Regions from separate parts of the Mus musculus genome. Here regions 2, 3, 4 and 5 are each linked to region 1. A link is a contact called in public promoter capture Hi-C data. All regions are on one chromosome and are shown on one strand. The core of a region is the stretch at or near the end of the contact, and the rest is flanking DNA. Distances in the headings are between cores, read along the strand shown.

What was found. Promoter capture Hi-C pulls out the DNA fragments that hold promoters and counts their contacts.
Region 2: a contact with region 1 is called in a promoter capture Hi-C map of liver, with 2.7 times the contacts expected there. The contact joins the promoter of Mrpl24 here to the promoter of Lrba in region 1.
Region 3: a contact with region 1 is called in a promoter capture Hi-C map of hippocampal neurons, with 6 times the contacts expected there. The contact joins the promoter of Arfip1 here to the promoter of Lrba in region 1. A contact is called at or near these places in 1 of 39 promoter capture datasets (hippocampal neurons), 1 of 484 Hi-C or Micro-C datasets (B cells) and 1 of 115 datasets of contacts at active chromatin or transcription factors (astrocytes).
Region 4: a contact with region 1 is called in a promoter capture Hi-C map of liver, with 4 times the contacts expected there. The contact joins the promoter of Arhgef11 here to the promoter of Lrba in region 1. A contact is called at or near these places in 9 of 39 promoter capture datasets (the 3T3-L1 cell line, 3T3-L1-derived adipocytes, cranial neural crest and 5 more) and 1 of 115 datasets of contacts at active chromatin or transcription factors (stem cell-derived neural progenitor cells).
Region 5: a promoter capture Hi-C map of hippocampal neurons shows a contact between it and region 1, with 2.6 times the contacts expected there. The contact joins the enhancer-like site here to the promoter of Lrba in region 1. A contact is called at or near these places in 4 of 39 promoter capture datasets (the 3T3-L1 cell line, the C10 cell line, hippocampal neurons and 1 more) and 2 of 9 other capture datasets (adipose tissue and liver).

The regions. Positions count from the first base shown.
Region 1 is chr3:86,223,045-86,226,100 of GRCm38.p6, forward strand. It overlaps Lrba (LPS-responsive beige-like anchor), which reads left to right and starts at 1,646. Exons shown (of 57, transcript NM_030695.2): 1 at 1,646-1,710; 2 at 2,025-2,460. The coding sequence starts at 2,245.
Region 2 is chr3:87,917,988-87,921,043 of GRCm38.p6, forward strand. It overlaps Mrpl24 (mitochondrial ribosomal protein L24), which reads left to right and starts at 1,557. Exons shown (of 6, transcript NM_026591.3): 1 at 1,557-1,718.
Region 3 is chr3:84,581,051-84,584,106 of GRCm38.p6, forward strand. It overlaps Arfip1 (ADP-ribosylation factor interacting protein 1), which reads right to left and starts at 1,575. Exons shown (of 9, transcript NM_001081093.2): 1 at 1,364-1,575. Gm35410 (predicted gene, 35410) reads left to right here and starts at 1,365. Exons shown (of 1, transcript NR_164319.1): 1 at 1,365-3,056.
Region 4 is chr3:87,615,948-87,619,003 of GRCm38.p6, forward strand. It overlaps Arhgef11 (Rho guanine nucleotide exchange factor (GEF) 11), which reads left to right and starts at 1,612. Exons shown (of 40, transcript NM_001003912.2): 1 at 1,612-2,845. The coding sequence starts at 2,814.
Region 5 is chr3:84,838,182-84,841,237 of GRCm38.p6, forward strand. The region is part of intron 1 of Fbxw7 (F-box and WD-40 domain protein 7); the gene reads left to right. Among named protein-coding and RNA genes, the nearest start is that of Fbxw7, 24 kb to the left of the region's middle. Within about 2 kb of position 1,555, at least 12 of the 459 cell types and tissues checked have an H3K27ac peak or open chromatin away from gene starts, as enhancers often do.

The DNA.
Region 1 (3,056 bases), core at 396-2,895:
TAATTTCTTTTAAGAAGCTTCCTTTTGAGTATTTAAAAAAGGTGCAATAAACTAAACACACTTCGTTGCTAGAATCTTTTCTGATGTTGCTTCTCTTAAGTATCCATGTGACAGCTAAAACGGTCTATTTTTCAAGGATGTTTCAAATAATACCTTTTCAAGTGAACCATTTCATTTCTCAAACTCATCTACGTTTCTTTGGATTCCTTCAGAGTACTTTGATTACTTCATCCCGTCATTTTTAGGAACCTGGGAGTATTTTAGTACTTTAAAGTCTTATCCCAGAGAATACTAATAGAACAACTACCTCCTCTATGTTCATTTTATTTTATACTAATGCACCAGGATCAATGCTTTGCCATCATCAGAGGCAGTGAAGAGAATGACAACATTAGACTATGACAATTTGTACTGGCTTCAAATCCTCATTTATATATATTTAAAAGCATCTATAATGAGGCAAACTTAACTTCCACACTGGGAAATTGAGAGGAACCCCCTTTCCCATTTCCAGCCCCCCCCCAACCCCCCCGGTGAATCCCGCCTCCACAGCTCCGAGCAGCTGTCTGAGGAATGAATCCTCTACTCCTTAGAATGTGGGAGAGCTTTGCTGGGGCGGCAGCTGCCAGGCAAGGAATCCTCCCAGTCGCTGTCCCTCCCCTCCGAGCAGCGGCAGCTGCCAGGGCATCCCAGTGGAAATCTTTCCCAGTTAGCGCCGCGGGCGGGCAGGCAGCAGCTGAGCTCAGTCAGGGGTGGAGACTGCTCCCCAGAGGCTCCAGCGCCGCCACCTCAACGACTCCTAAGTCCCTCAGGTGTCCTTCTCCAAGTCCAACACGAGGACACCTTGACAACGTGGGGCGGGTACCCTCGGCGCTCAGAGACCTGCTGTTGCACAGCACCCGCCTCCCGTTCGTCGCCAAAGCACAGTCTGGGCGAAGAGTGCGAGGGAAAAGCGCGCCGCTCGCGGCTCTACCTGAGCAGCGCGCTCTCGAGGCGCGCTCCCGCCCGCGTGGCACCTCCAGCGAGCGCGCGTGCTCTGCTCCGCCACTCACCCGCGATTCTCCGGGCCCGCCCGCACGTCCCCTACTAAGCCGCCTCCGCTAGGGCGCCCGCCCGCTCGCTCGCTCGCCCGCCCCACCACCCCGCGCGCTCGCGCTCGCGCACGCGCACGCCGCGCCCGGCGGCCCTCGGCGCTGTCATGGCGGCGAGGAGCAGCTTCAGTAGGCATAGGGGTAGTCCCGCGCGCCGTAGCCCGGCGTTCTGTGGCAGTAGCATCCTCGGCCACCGCGGCGGCACGAGCCGCGGCGTCGCCCCCGCCTGCAGTAGCTGCGTTTGCAAGGGCTGAGCGCAGGGGTGGGGCGGCCTAGGGAAGCACGGAGTTCTAGGCAGCCGCCGGGCTCCCGGGGAGCGGACTAGGGAAACTTGAAGGCTGCGACCAGGTGCCTTGACCTTTCTCTCCCCGGTCCCGTCCCGGTCCCTGTCCCCGTCCCCGCAGGCGCGTCGGGCCTGCCTTCCCGCCCCAGCACACACCTCCCTTCCTCTCCTCAGCCGAGCTCAGGTGCCCGGGCGAGGTGCTCCACTCCTCCCCCTGGGCCGAGCGCTGAGGAGAATCACCGCCCCCTTCCCCCGCCTTTTCCTGCCCTGGATCTCCGCCGCCACCTCCGTCTCGCTGCGCCCCGGCGGGGGTGAGGACGAGGCCGGAGTCTCCGGGTGAGGAGGAACTTTGGACCTCAGTGGTCGCAGGGGCCCCCCGTCCTCTGCCGGCGACAGTCCCCCGCGGTGCACCTGCCCGCGCCCACCACCTGCGCGGGCTGGGGGGGGGGGGGGAGGAGTGAGCCTGCTCGCCGGCCTGGAGGACCCGCCTTCGGCGGAGCGGGCGATGGAGCCCGGGAGGAGCGGCCGGCCGGCTGGCCCTTGGGGTGCCCTTAGTAACTTATTTGACAGACAGTAACTATTTCCCTCTCCTCCCTAAAAAATCCCACGACAGACCTACCCTATTTAACAGATGTTTAATCTTCCAATAGGCTTTGGCGTTGTTGTCAGCCTCCGGGAGAGAGATTGGACAAATAGTCTCCAAGAGGAGGAGGGCGACGACCAAGGACTTTCCTGCTTTTTTGGGTTTCTCCGCAAGTTGGAACAGAGACCCTTTTTGGTTTAGCGTTTGCGTGTGTGTTGGTGCCTCTTCTCCGTGCAGCGACTGCTGGCCCAGGGTGACTCTGACTTGTCCTTTCTCGTGAACTAGTCATGGCTAGTGAAGACAATCGTGCCCCTTCCCGGCCACCAACAGGTGATGACGGGGGAGGTGGAGGGAAAGAAGAAACCCCTACGGAAGGGGGTGCGCTGTCTCTGAAGCCGGGGCTCCCCATCAGGGGCATCAGAATGAAATTCGCCGTGCTGACGGGGTTGGTTGAAGTTGGAGAAGTGTCCAATAGGGATATTGTAGAAACTGTCTTTAACCTGGTAAGTAGATCAATATTTTATAAGCATATACTTTTCTCGGTGAGTTGGGGAGCAAGACGAAGTTGGGGTCATGTGCTTCACTCAATCTAATGGCTTTTTCCACGGATAGACACAAAATTCTACTTGACCTAAATGGAGCAATTACTTGTATTTCAGTTTAAAGAGAATTATGCAAAATTTGATGCTTCAGGTTTTCAATGAACATGAACAGATCACCTTTGTGCTAATTAAGCAAGTGTTGATGTGGAAGTATATTTGTGTGTGTATGTGTGTGCATGTGTGTGTGTAGTCAGGTGTTCAATGGAGAATTTGGATGTAACTTTTTTTTCCTCTTGGAGTGTATGTTTAAGCCTGCGATTTTTCTCTTTAATATTTTGAATAAATGACTTTTTTTTTTTTGGACTTGGGAGCTAATGTAAGTTTTTGCCTAAGTTATGTTTTGCTATAGTTAGTTTTAAATACAGAATTCATGTTCATAGTGCTGATATAGGCTAACTTGTAAATTAGTATTTTTAAAATTCTGGCTACTTTTAGTTTTAGAAATAACTAACCAAGGTTGAATTTTGCAGTGGGTTTAGGGTTATCTTGTGATAATT
Region 2 (3,056 bases), core at 307-2,806, 1.7 Mb after region 1:
TTGTTTCGAAAAACCAAAAACAACAACAAAAATAAACAACACCCACCCCCGTCTTGAAAAACCAAAAAAAAAAAAAAAAAAAAAGTCCTTTGAAGTTATCTGCAGATGTACAGCAAGCTTTGGAGTATGCATGAGACAGTATATATATAATCAGGGATGGTTGGAGATTCAGTTTCCTGTACATGTGTACTTCAGAAAAGAGAAACGGAGTATAGTCATGGGAAATACATGACTTTTGTCGAGACAGGTCACATATAGCCCAGGACACACACTAACTGTAGTGGAGGAGACCCGTTAACCGACTCTGCCAAGTGCTGAGTTCCAGCTGTAGACGTTCCTGATTGGTTTTTTGTTTTGTTTTGTTTTTGAAGTAGGATCTTCTTATTGGTCTCAAACTTAAAATTCTTTTGCCTCAGTCTCTTAAAAGTGTTGGGAAGAAGAGTTTGGTTCTTAGACCTTCAAGAGCAAGTCAAAATGTAGGGAGGAGAGGTTACCACTTAATGCTAGTTAGGTCGGTGACCACAGTCGGCTCTGAGTCCAAAGACAAGGTCTTAGCCAGGCATAATGATGCACACCTTCAATTCCAGCATTGGAGACAGGTGGGGAATCTGAGCTCTAGGCCTGCCCAGTCTGCATAATGAGTTCCAGGACAGCCAGAGTTTACATAGAACCTGTTTTTAAAAAATAAAAGGCTTTTAGGTAAGAATTACTGCTTTTAAGATAAATGTTTACTGAGCATGCAGTAAGCCTGGGATATGCAGTAAGGGCTGGGTTCAGTCTGGAGCATCATATAAAACCAGATTTGATGGTTAGCTCTCGCACCTGGGAAGGAACAGCAGAAGCCAACTAGCAAGTTTGAGGTGATCCTGGGCTACATGCACCACTCTCAGAAAACAAAAGCAGCTGAGAAGATAGAGCACTGTTGTTCTAAGTTCATCTTGCTGGGTTGCTGGTTTAGGGATAGGCCAGGTGAGGTTAGTTTGCCCACTAATGAAGTTTATAACATTACAAACTGTAGGGGAAAGCTGCTTCAAAGCTCGTAGTCATCAGCAAACTCAGGAATGAAAGGAAACATACTTAGTCTAATCAGAGCAGGAAGGTGAGTGGAGTCAAATAGCGAGCTGATAAAAGAGATCTGGTCTCTGCTAAATTTTGGTAGGGATGCCTGCCAGTCCACGGATGGTGAGAGGACAGGTGAACATGGTCGAAATCTTCCAGTACATTTCACACGAGTGATTGCTAATATAATATCACTCTTTTCTCTGAAAAGGCGGGGCATTTTTTTTTAATATGCCGCGTCCTGGTCCCTCAAGCAGAGAAGAGCCAGGACATAAAGGTGATCTCATCTGGAAATGGACACCCTTTGCTTTGAATTAGGAAGCCATAACTACCAAGAAAATGGAGCCATGTTCTCTGTGAACTACAACTCCCAGTGGTCTCCACGAAGAGCGCGAACGAACTTACGCAGCAAATTAGCATGTCTTTCGCCTTCAATTCCCGACATGCCTTTCCCAGTCTGGATTTCCTACGGTTGGCTAAATTTCCTGTTTCCTGTCCATTTTGTAGCAACGGACTAGAGTTCCCAGACGCTGGGAGGCTCGCTTCGGTTTTGTTTTGTTTTGAGCCTTCCTTTCCGCAATTTGACTACATCTCCCAAAAATCCGGTGGGTGGGGACTGCGGACGTAGAGAACGCACGTGGAAAGAAAGTTGCGGGGAGGTGAGGCTACTCAGCGACGGGGAAGGTCGGAAGGTGGATAAGCGAAGGGACTTCTTTTCCTAGTTTTAAACTGAGCCTTGGGCTCCTCTTTTGCTAGGACGTTGGAGCTATCCGCATATCGGGGTGAGTCTGACGAGGGAATTACTTGAGGCGGTGACCTGAGGACTTGTACTGAGAAGAAAGCCAGCCCCACCACGGAAGTGACACTAGCTAGCATCTAGGTTGTGTAGGGAACCAAAGGGAAAGATGGAGTGGGGGCCTGTCCGGGGCCTAAAGGAGTTTTTAAAACAAACAAGCAAGACCCCCCCCCCCCACACACACACACATACACACTTGTGATGCTGCATGCTAAGAGAGGGCAAGGTTTTCCTGGATCTTGCTGTTAGCATCCCTTACTGAGTTCTCAGTTTTCGACTTGTCAGGTAGTAGTTAGTGCTTAGTAATCGTGTATTTGATCTAGATAGAAATAGTCCCCGTGTTTCTCTAGCATCATGGTAACACTTGACTTTGCTCCCATCTCTTATCCTGAAATGTATAAAAAAAGGAGTAATAGTTCACTTATGCAAAATGCTTGCCTGTTATATGTGAATCCCCAAGTTTGATCACCAGCACCACACACACATACAAATCACAAAACATGATAAGATTATGGGCAACTTTTCATCGCTGTTGTTAGGCTTCTGTGAGATGCTATTTAGCATGGTACCACGCCAGTAGCAACTGTTTTAGAAAGCTTACTGCATGCTAGGCTAGCATTTTTACATTGAGCGTTTTTACTTTGTTGGTTTCATTCAGATAGGTTTCTCATTATAGCTCAGACTGATAATGTTTTTTTTTTTTTTTAAGATTTATTTATTTATTATATGTAAGTACACTGTAGTTGTCTTCAGATACACCAGAAGAGGGCACCAGCTCTCATTACGGGTGGTTGTGAGCCACCATGTGGTTGCTGGGATTTGAACTTCAGACCTTCGGAAGAGCAGTCGGGTGCCCTTACCCACTGAGCCATCTCACCAGCCCCGATAATGTTTTTATAAAGACGAAGGATATGTTTTGAAGAGCGCAGTAAGATGTGGTGGGAGGTGGTACCTCAGTGGGCATCTCTCCCCACCAAAGTACCAGCCATACAGTGGGTCTAGTATAGAATAAAGTTTATTTGGGGGCATGGGAAGGGAGTTGAGAAGGAAGTAGAGGTGAAGAAAGAGGGGACAGAGAAGGACAGACAGAAAGAGAAGAGGCCGGTCAGAAACATGTGGAGGTGAGATGGGGAGAAAGGTCTGAGGATCTGAGACCAAACCATCCCTTTTATAAGCAAGCCGGGACCACCCAACAGCTGTT
Region 3 (3,056 bases), core at 325-2,824, 1.6 Mb before region 1:
GTACTTCTTAATCATGCTGCACATTCCACGTCTTTTAAGAATTTGATAAGAAGAATGCATTTCCCCAGAACACACACATACAAACTTTGCACATCATTTCAGGGTAGAGATAGAAAAACCCCTGATTCCTGGACTGAGACCCCAACCCAGGATTAAAGCAAGCATAATCCAAGAAAAGTAACATCTTGTCAAGCAGGAAACAAAATAGCTCAGGCAAAGCCTTTTATTCAGAAAATCATAGTGGAAATATGCTGTTTTCCTATATACTGTTAAACTTTGGAGTTAGAAGGAAGCGTTGGTCACGGTGAACAAGAAAAACAAAAACGAAAATTAAAAGCAAATAAAAATAGAACAAATACAAGAAAAGTGTACATTGCTGCAACGCTTGCTCTGAAAGAGCAGCAATGAAATACAAGCCATTCCTGCAGCCTCCAGAGAACTGACCAACCGCCATCAATCTGGTGCACCTTTCTTTAGCAATCAAGTTAATCAAATGGCAAGTGTGAACACACCTTCGCAGTTGTGAAAGCAACACGTTGATGAAAAGCCCTGCGATTTTTTCATTCGTCCTCCGCCCCCCTGATCAGATAAGAACCAAGAAAGGATAGTTCAGGAAAAAATAAAGGAGGGACGCACAGAAATCCTGAAAGGGTGACTTAAAGGATCTGCAGGAAGTGTAAAATATAAACTTTTTGAGATCAGAGGGTTCAAGAGGAAAACAAGAACAAAGCCAAGGAAGCAATAACAGGGGAGAAAGTCTAGAATCTAAGCACTTAACACACACACACACACACACACAGAGAGAGAGAGAGAGAGAGAGAGAGAGAGAGAGAGAGAGAGAGAGAGACGCTTCCTTTCCTAGACACGTAAAGAGTAGTTAACTTGGCAATAAGGAACGCACCAGAAGGCAGGGCCACAATTTCCTCCTCCAAACTCCAGCATTCCTTGGACGCCCTCAGGCTTGGGACATTTCAGGCAGGGCGCCTCCCTCGGCACCGGTGTCAGGCAATCTCTCCAAGAGATTGCTACCTCCCTTCCTCTCACAGCAGGAGAGAGGAAGCAGGACACTCAGGGAAGAGCAGGGGGAAAGGCGGCCCACTCGGACAGAGTCCAGAAAGCCCCAGACCCTGCCAACTCTTCCCACTGCCGAGCGGAGCCGCCCCAGGGGCCAGTGCTGCCCCCCTTCACTCCAGAACACACTCAGACTCAGAGGGACAGGAGGGACCAAGGGGCGGACTTGGCTGCTCCCAGGGATGGAAGTGCCCAGGAGCAAGTTTGATGAGAGTAGCCGCAGGCGACACATCCATCTGTCGGGAAGCACGCCACCCCAACCCCTTCCTTTCCGCCGCGGCTCCGCCCTCACCTGTCTGTCAGCGGGGAAGCCGGCAGCGCTCCGTCGCGGGCTCTCCCGGTCGCAGCCCTCGGGAATCACGTCGGCCAGAGGGAGAAGGGACCGGAAGCGCAACCGGGAGCTTTTCCTTCGTCTCCTCCCCCACGCCTCGGGGGCGGGGAGCAGCTACAGCTGTCACAGGCTCCGGGCAACCAACCGCCGAGGACACTTGCACCCGCGACCTCTCAACCCGGTCTCCGGCGCTTGCACCCTACCCGCGAAGCCGGAAGCGAGCAGACCGGAAGTGCGGGGTCTTAGGCCCCGGACAGCCTCTCTCTAGAAGCCAAGCCCGGGCCCCGCCACGTCTCTATGGTGCGCGCGCGTCTCCCAGGGGGCTGGGTCCTCCCGACTCCGCCCCGGGCCGCGGCCCTGTGAACTACATCCGGGAATCCGCACGGACCGTTGCCGGGGTAACCGGGTTGCAGCGTAGAGGAACAGTCCATAGTTTGCGAAGTGCAGCCCTCCAGCCAGACATCCTCTACCCTTTTCCCACACGCGTACTCCGTGTCTGGAGGGTGGAGGTGGCCGTAGCTCACCACCGCGGAGCCGAAAGTTTGTCAACCACCGGAGAGAAGAACGGGATGCGGAAGGGATGGAGCGAAGATGAGTGTACCGGCGCTGGCAGCACGGAAGCCCGGCCCTCGCTTTCTTAGGTTTCTCGCTAGCTCTCCGCGATCACCGCACTCTTACCAGTCTGTGCACCAAGACCGGCAACCGTGAACGTGCGGTGGTAGCTCTGTTTCTGTGCTTGCTCTCTGACAGTGGGCTCATAGTACTTTTCTTCGCTGCTCCTCTTTTGCCGGCAACCGAACTCTGCCTTCTTGCTCATCCCCTCTTAAGTAGATCGCTGACGCCCCGTCCACAGAAACAGTTCAACTGTCCCTTCTCCCAGAGCTCTTCTTGGTCGTTTCCTACCAGACTTTGGGGGTACCTGCGAGAATCTTCCCTATTCCCAGCGGTGTTAGATAATGAGTTTAAATATCCTTGTACTGTGTCTTCCTCAGTCTGGTTAATAGTAACACTACATACATTTACATAATGCACTACACATATTTCAAACCTAAATAACGGTATTGTCTTAGATTGCTAGCACATCAACTCAAACAAAACATCAACAAAAACAGTGCTGACATGCCCAAACATAAATCTTGTATAAAGGGCTTTTCTGTTCTGAAATTGAGCTATAAAGGGAGTGGTGGGTGGGTACCAATTCTCTCAAACTGTAATTATTCTGCAATGTATTGTGAATTTTCCTACTCAAAACCATCCTCTTGAGTTGAAACCCATTAGTCTTCTCCATTATTAGAAAGGGGCCCCTGTCTAGTGTAACTCTTGCTCTCGTTCTGTAAGAACTGAATAAGACTTGTAGCTAAGTGCAAGTGTCATCATGTACAGGGCTTCTGAAGGGTGACTTGGAAAACATGTCTTGCAATGCCCGGTTGTGTATGAATGGTGTGGACAGCTAGTACATAACAAAACTGGGTGTCTCCTTGAGGATGCCTGGTGGTGTTTCTTTAAATTTGGGGATACTTGGCTTCTTTTATTATCTATTTGTTCTTAAGTTGTATACTTTCTCTAGGAATTGCTGATAGTTTTTATGATGGTTCTGATGGACTTGGAACTAATGCTAATTTTCTTTGATAAAGATGCTATTAGTTGTCTATTT
Region 4 (3,056 bases), core at 362-2,861, 1.4 Mb after region 1:
GAGCATCCCACCAAAGCTGGAAACCTGGAGCACACTGCACACTCTACAGCAGCTCACCATACTGTAGTGTTCTCTCTAGGTAGGTAGCTCAGTTGTTCTGAGCCTCTTCCAGGCTGCTTAGCTGGTCTTAAAGTTGGATTGTCTGAGGATGATTCTAAATCGTTCTTATTGATTACATATGCTTGGGGAGGGAGGGGTCTAGTGAATCTAGTCAGTTTCAGGAACCTTCTGAAGCTGTTTTGAGTTTGTACTTCCTGTCTGAAGGAGCTTCTCCACGGGATAGCATGTTTTACCTCTCCTTCGAACATTTTGCCTAAAAAATATGTTTCGCTTCCCTTTTCATATCCTATGTCTTATAGGATTTCTCTCCAAGAGAGAAGGTTCTGAGTGGAAACTGCTACCCAGCAACCCCCTAGAACACACATAAAGAGGCTGAGTTTGGGTGGCTGTGAACTTGCTCTCACAATGCTGAGAAGGGTAAGAGGGTGGCACTTACTCACCAGCCATTCTTGGCCTACTCAGCAAGCTGGGGCTGTGGAGAGAGACCAGGCTCCAGAGAAGGGGTGAGGTTGTTTGGCATTTGAGGAAGAATGCCACCCACACTTGTCCTCTGGGCTCCACAAGCACACCTGTGGAAGAGCGCAGCAATTGTTAAGGTTCAGATGGCAAGCACTCAGAAATTTCAAGAAGTTGTTTCAAGAGTCACAGTGCTGCTCCCCACGGTTATAGAAACAATATCAACTCCAATAGCTCTAGTGGTAGAGGTCAGTAGTCCACCGTCCTCATCCATGCGGAGATGGGTTTTTGCTGGTGCCTCTGCCTTTAGGGGTTTGTACTCCTAGAAGTAACCCCAATAAATCCACTGGCTGTTGAGAACAGGCTTCAGTAAAACTGTTGGTGCACTATCTAATGTTAACAGATGTCTGGTCTCACCAGGAAGTCACATATTACACACACACACACACAAAATAACAAAGTGTATTCATCAACCTGTACTGGAAAAGTCTCCTTTTTACTTCAATCTTTACTTCTGACTTCCGACAGTTACTTGAAGAGATTTAGAAACCGTGATTTCACGAAGGGGGTGTGTGTCATCGAAATAACATTGCCCTGCAAAGGCTTTTGCATTGAAATTAAAAGGCAGAGCCATACAAGATACCCAAGCTAAATCGAGTACAGCCGCGAGGGGAGAGACGGTGGGTGCTCAGAGGGGCGAGGGCACAGCTAAGAGGGTTCCTGGTAACTTGGAAAGGAGCGCGACAAATGAGTGAAAACGGGCAGAGGAGGACGGGACCGCAGCGAGAGCGCAGACAGAGGCGCGGCCAGCGGACACTGCGGAAACAAAGGTCGAGTCTCTGGGACAGCAGCACCGGGAGCAGCTAGGCCGCAGCGCGCGGACCGGGGGCGCGCGGGGCTGTGAAAGGGCGGGCGGCGCCAAGGAGGAGCCAGCGGCCGGCCCGGGCGAGCGGAGTCCGCCGTGGCGGGGCTGTGGCGAGGCGGGGCGAGGCGGGGCGGTGGCGGGGCGGGGCGGAGCGGGGGTGGGGCGGAGCCGGCCGGCGGCAGCGGGCTTGGCCTTAGCGAGCGAGCGCGCGCGGGGGCGGGGCCGGAAGCGCAGCGGCCGCGACGCGGACGCCGGGAGCGGCCGAGCGGGGAGGCTGTGGCTGGCGGGCGGGTGGGCACGGAGGCCGAGGCCGCGGCCCGGGCTCTCCGCGCCGCTGTGGAGGGCGCCCTGGCCCTAACCGAGCCGCAACAATACTAGGAGCGGGTCGCCGGACACGATCGGCGGGCGAGGGGGAAGCGGGACTACCGCTCCAGAGCGCTGCGGCGAGAGAGACTTTCGGAGCCTGGACGTGCTGGAGCACACAGAGCTGACTGAGGAAATTGTCTGAGAAAAAGGCCGATCTGAGGCTGGGTTAGGTGGAGGAACCTGCAAGTCGAAAGGGAAAAGAAGGTTTAAGATTTCCTGGGGGTTTGGCCAATGCTACCGTTTTGAAGGTAGAAAGCATTGCGCTTCAGGTGTTTTGTGATTGTTGTGTGTGTGTCTGCACAATTGGTTCATTTCAGAATTCAAAAACCTTTACTGTAGAAGAAGATGGTTGTTTTGTTTTGATTTTTAAAAGAAATCCGCAAATTTTGCTTCCCAGGGCTGCACTGGACCGTGTTGTGTACATACTGCTGTGTGGTTTTATTTATTTTAACTGTGCAAATCGTCTGGAAGATTTTTCTCCCAAGTGCCATTTCGGATTTGTTCAGCCTTTTTGTTTTGTTTTGTTTTGTTTTTGTTTTTCCTTCCCTGGAATAATTCTGCTGTTGGCATTTTAAGCATTTGGAAACCAGAGATTTTTTTTTTCAACCTTTGGAGCTTAAGGCTTCCCTGTCAACAGAAGGACAGCTGGGGAAACTGGATTGAAAGGATGGCTTTTATCTGTCTGCAACTAAGACTGATATTTTGAAGTCAGATTCTTTCTGTGGTTCAGTTTTTAGCCCGTAGGGCTAACCTTGAAGAGATTTGTGGTTAACAGTTTGGTTTCTAAGAAGGTCATAGTTTTTCCTCTCTTTTTTTCTTTTCATTTTCTTTTTTAAGACGAGGGAGGGGAAGGTTAAGGGTGAAGGAAGGAGGAGACCATGTTAACCGATAGAAGCAGAATAGCACTGCAGTTACCAGGGTCCTGACAGCTGGAAGAAACAAGGATTCAGTCTTCAACTTGGGAGGCCTTCCTCTCACCTTCCTTCAAAATTGCAAGGGACTCAGGCCTGATCAAGACGCCCAAAGAAACTACAGGATTCCAGAACTGTGGAGACACGGAGAAACCATGAGCATACGGTTGCCCCATAGTATAGACAGGTATGTTTAAATAATTGAGGATTTTTTTTTTCCAACACTTATTAAAATGACTGGGGGGGAAGTGTTGTGTTTGCCTGGCTGGGCTGTGGGATAGATAGGCTGTGGTCTATGAGGACTGTCAGTGTGTCAGTATATATGTTTCTGTACCCTCGGTGTGTGTTCATGTTCAAAATGTACCCCATAGTTGTGTGTCCTTTCTAACCAGTAAGCA
Region 5 (3,056 bases), core at 305-2,804, 1.4 Mb before region 1:
GCCCCCAGAGACATAACTTCTTTTAACAAAGCCACAACTCACTTCCCCAAACAGTACCAGCAACTGGGACCAGGTATCTAAAAAGCTGAGAATATGGGGGACATTTCATTCGAATCACCAGTGTCCTTAATTTTCTTCAGTCTGAAACATTTCTAAAATTCTTGCCTTTTATTATTACTTTGGAAAAGTACTGGTTGTGTTGAATACCTCCAGTTTTTGTTTAATGTTTTGGTGACAATTGTTGGGTAAGAGTACTACAGAAATGCTGTTGTGACTCTTACTGGATGGCACACAGTGTCAGTATGCCCATTCATCTGGTGAGACCAGCACTGGTAAGCTGATGTTAGGCTTTGTACCAGTTGCATGCTAACCTTGCAATTAAGTGTCCTATGGGGAAGGTATCTTGTGATTATGTTAATTACCTTATTTTCATCATGCTTTTAGTTTCTAATTTCAAATTCTGGTGATAATTTGTATCTGAATGAATATTATTACTTTGGTGTTTGGCCAGTGTTATTTTCTGTTTCTTTTCTTTCTTCTGTAAGGAAGAGCTATCTCCTCTGAGGTATGTACTTTAAGTGTATCAAAATAGACTCATGAATATTTTCTCTATCCTGTAGACTCAGATTTTATTCTCTGGATTTCATCTATTTCTTTCTCTTCCTTTGGTGCTTTGGTCATCTGAGGTTTGGTCCTCAGGACTCTCTCAATCTTTCATCTTGTCTCAATCACTTTTTGAGGACAGATTATAGCAGCAGCATCAGTTGTCCCAGGCTTATCTTGTCCCTTTTTTTCTTCCCTAGCCTTCAATTTGGCCATCTCACCAAGGAGTTATTTGTTTATTTTTACTGTGGGTTGAGTTTTTTCCATTTTTTTCTCCATTAGCATCTTTAAAAACGTTTGTGTTAGAATGACTTTGGATGGCACAGACATATGACCCTGCTGTAGGAATACTAGTGCATAGCCAGTGGTTGTCTTGTGATAGACTTTGTCTCCCAGCAGGTTCACTCATTTAGTCATGGATGAGTTTTACACCTTAACATTGCTCACATGTTACTCCATGGAAACAACTGATATTTTTCTTTGGTTTTGTTCTGTGTTTGGTAATAACAATTTAAAAAGCTCTTCTAAAAGTTTCCTTCTAATATCACATAGTATAGAAATGTTTATAGCTCTTTATTTATCTTTATTTATTTATTTATTTATTTATGATGTTATGATAGTTTCAGTTTTTCAATAAAGTTTAAACTGCTTCTACGTTCTTCTAGTTCACTTCCATGTCAGAGATGGCTTACTCTCTAGAATACATTTGTCTGTCTGTCTGTCTGTCTGTCTGTCTGTCTGCTTGCCTGCCTGCCTTTGTGTGTGGTTTGGGATGGTGTGAGCTATATTTATATGATGCATGCACATGAGTATGCAGGTGTATATGCCTGTGCACGGGTATGTGGAAGTTGGAGGAAGTCTTTGAGTGCCTCCCTTTTTGGCTCTTTGCGGTATTATGTTGACCCAAGGTCTCTCCGTAAGCCAAAAGTTTGGCATTCCAGCTAGGCTGACTGGCTAGTAAGCTCCTGCTTCCTCCTTCCAGTGGTCTAGCTGAGGTCCTCATGTTTGCACAGCAAGTGTTCTTTCTGTGAGCCGGCTCCCAAGTCCTGCAGTGCATTTTACATCAGGCTTCACAGTGCCTACAGTAGATTTCATTTTTCGTCCTGCTGCTTTGGTTTTTAAAGCAATGTTTGTTCTCAATTTATTTCCTATCTCTGTTGTAAACTGCAGCTTGAAATTTGCAACGCCTGGAAAGTTGGAAACAAGGAAAACATCATGGAGCATGGTTTATAAGCTACAGCTTCCCAGACATTGTGCTTTTAGCTAAGCAAGGCATTAACTAGTGCCCCCTTGTACTTGGGCTGTGTCAGTTTGCTTCACAAAATTCATCCATACTTCCCATTAATTTATCCCAGTTTTATTTCTAAGTATTTTCCCATGGTCAGCCATGGCAGAGTCAACCTCAACTCCGAATGGGCACAAACACACAGATGTTCCTGGCTGCAGCCAGAGAGTAGTGTACTTGCTCACTTCTCCAGGCGTTCTTGATGTGTTCTGAAGCTGGAGGAGTACTGATGCATTTCCTAGTGACTGCTTCAGACCGCACTGGGAACAGGCGTGCCAGCTCATGCTCTCTGTCTGTTGAAAGCAGCTCTTAAGTTTCTGCATCAGTCTGCTGTTTTTCAGCTGTTTCTTGTCATTTTTTTTGCAGCTGATTTGCTTAATAATTCTAATTAGCTTTTGTTTATGGGTTTATGTTAAAAAGTATAAATTTTGATTGTTGATTGTGTTATGGAAATTAAATTTCATCATTAGTGTCTATACTTGGGTAGCTAGCTCACACTAAACTTGACTTTTGGATGCTTCAGTTCAGTGTGTTCATATGCAGTGAGATATGAGAAAGTAAACACTTTTTTTGTTGTTGTTGAATATTGAAACACATTTTGTTTAGTTTAGAGTTAATGGTGGGTTAATTTCTACGAAATTCTTTTACTATTCATCCAGTGAGGAGAGAGCACAAGATCTTTAAATGACTTGTATTTTGTTTTCATTCCCACAGACTGGGTAGGATCACTATTGTATTGTATTGGCACATACACGCTGGACAGCTGGTGAACTGTATCCCCAATCTTTCATAGGCTGTCTCAGAAAACTGAGCACGAGCATTTTCAATGTGTGTCATACAGGGACTAAAGCTACAAGAGAAATATTGCTTTCTTCTTAGATATTTCTAGCATAGAACACTTGGTTTGATAAACCTAATTTTTAGTTTGCTATTTTTTGACATATATGAAAAATTAGTAAGGTCCATGTCATTATCAGTAGTTATTACTTGGTTATTACCATTTTGGTTTTTTTGACACAGGGTCTGTGTGTAGCTGGTGATGGCATCCAACTCACAATCCTGCTTTAGCTTGTTGAGTGCTGGAATCACAATCCTGTGTCACCATGAAGGGCTTATTTTAATTTTTTAAAAAGCAGCATCTTGACAGTATTTCTTTTATTTGGAAGTT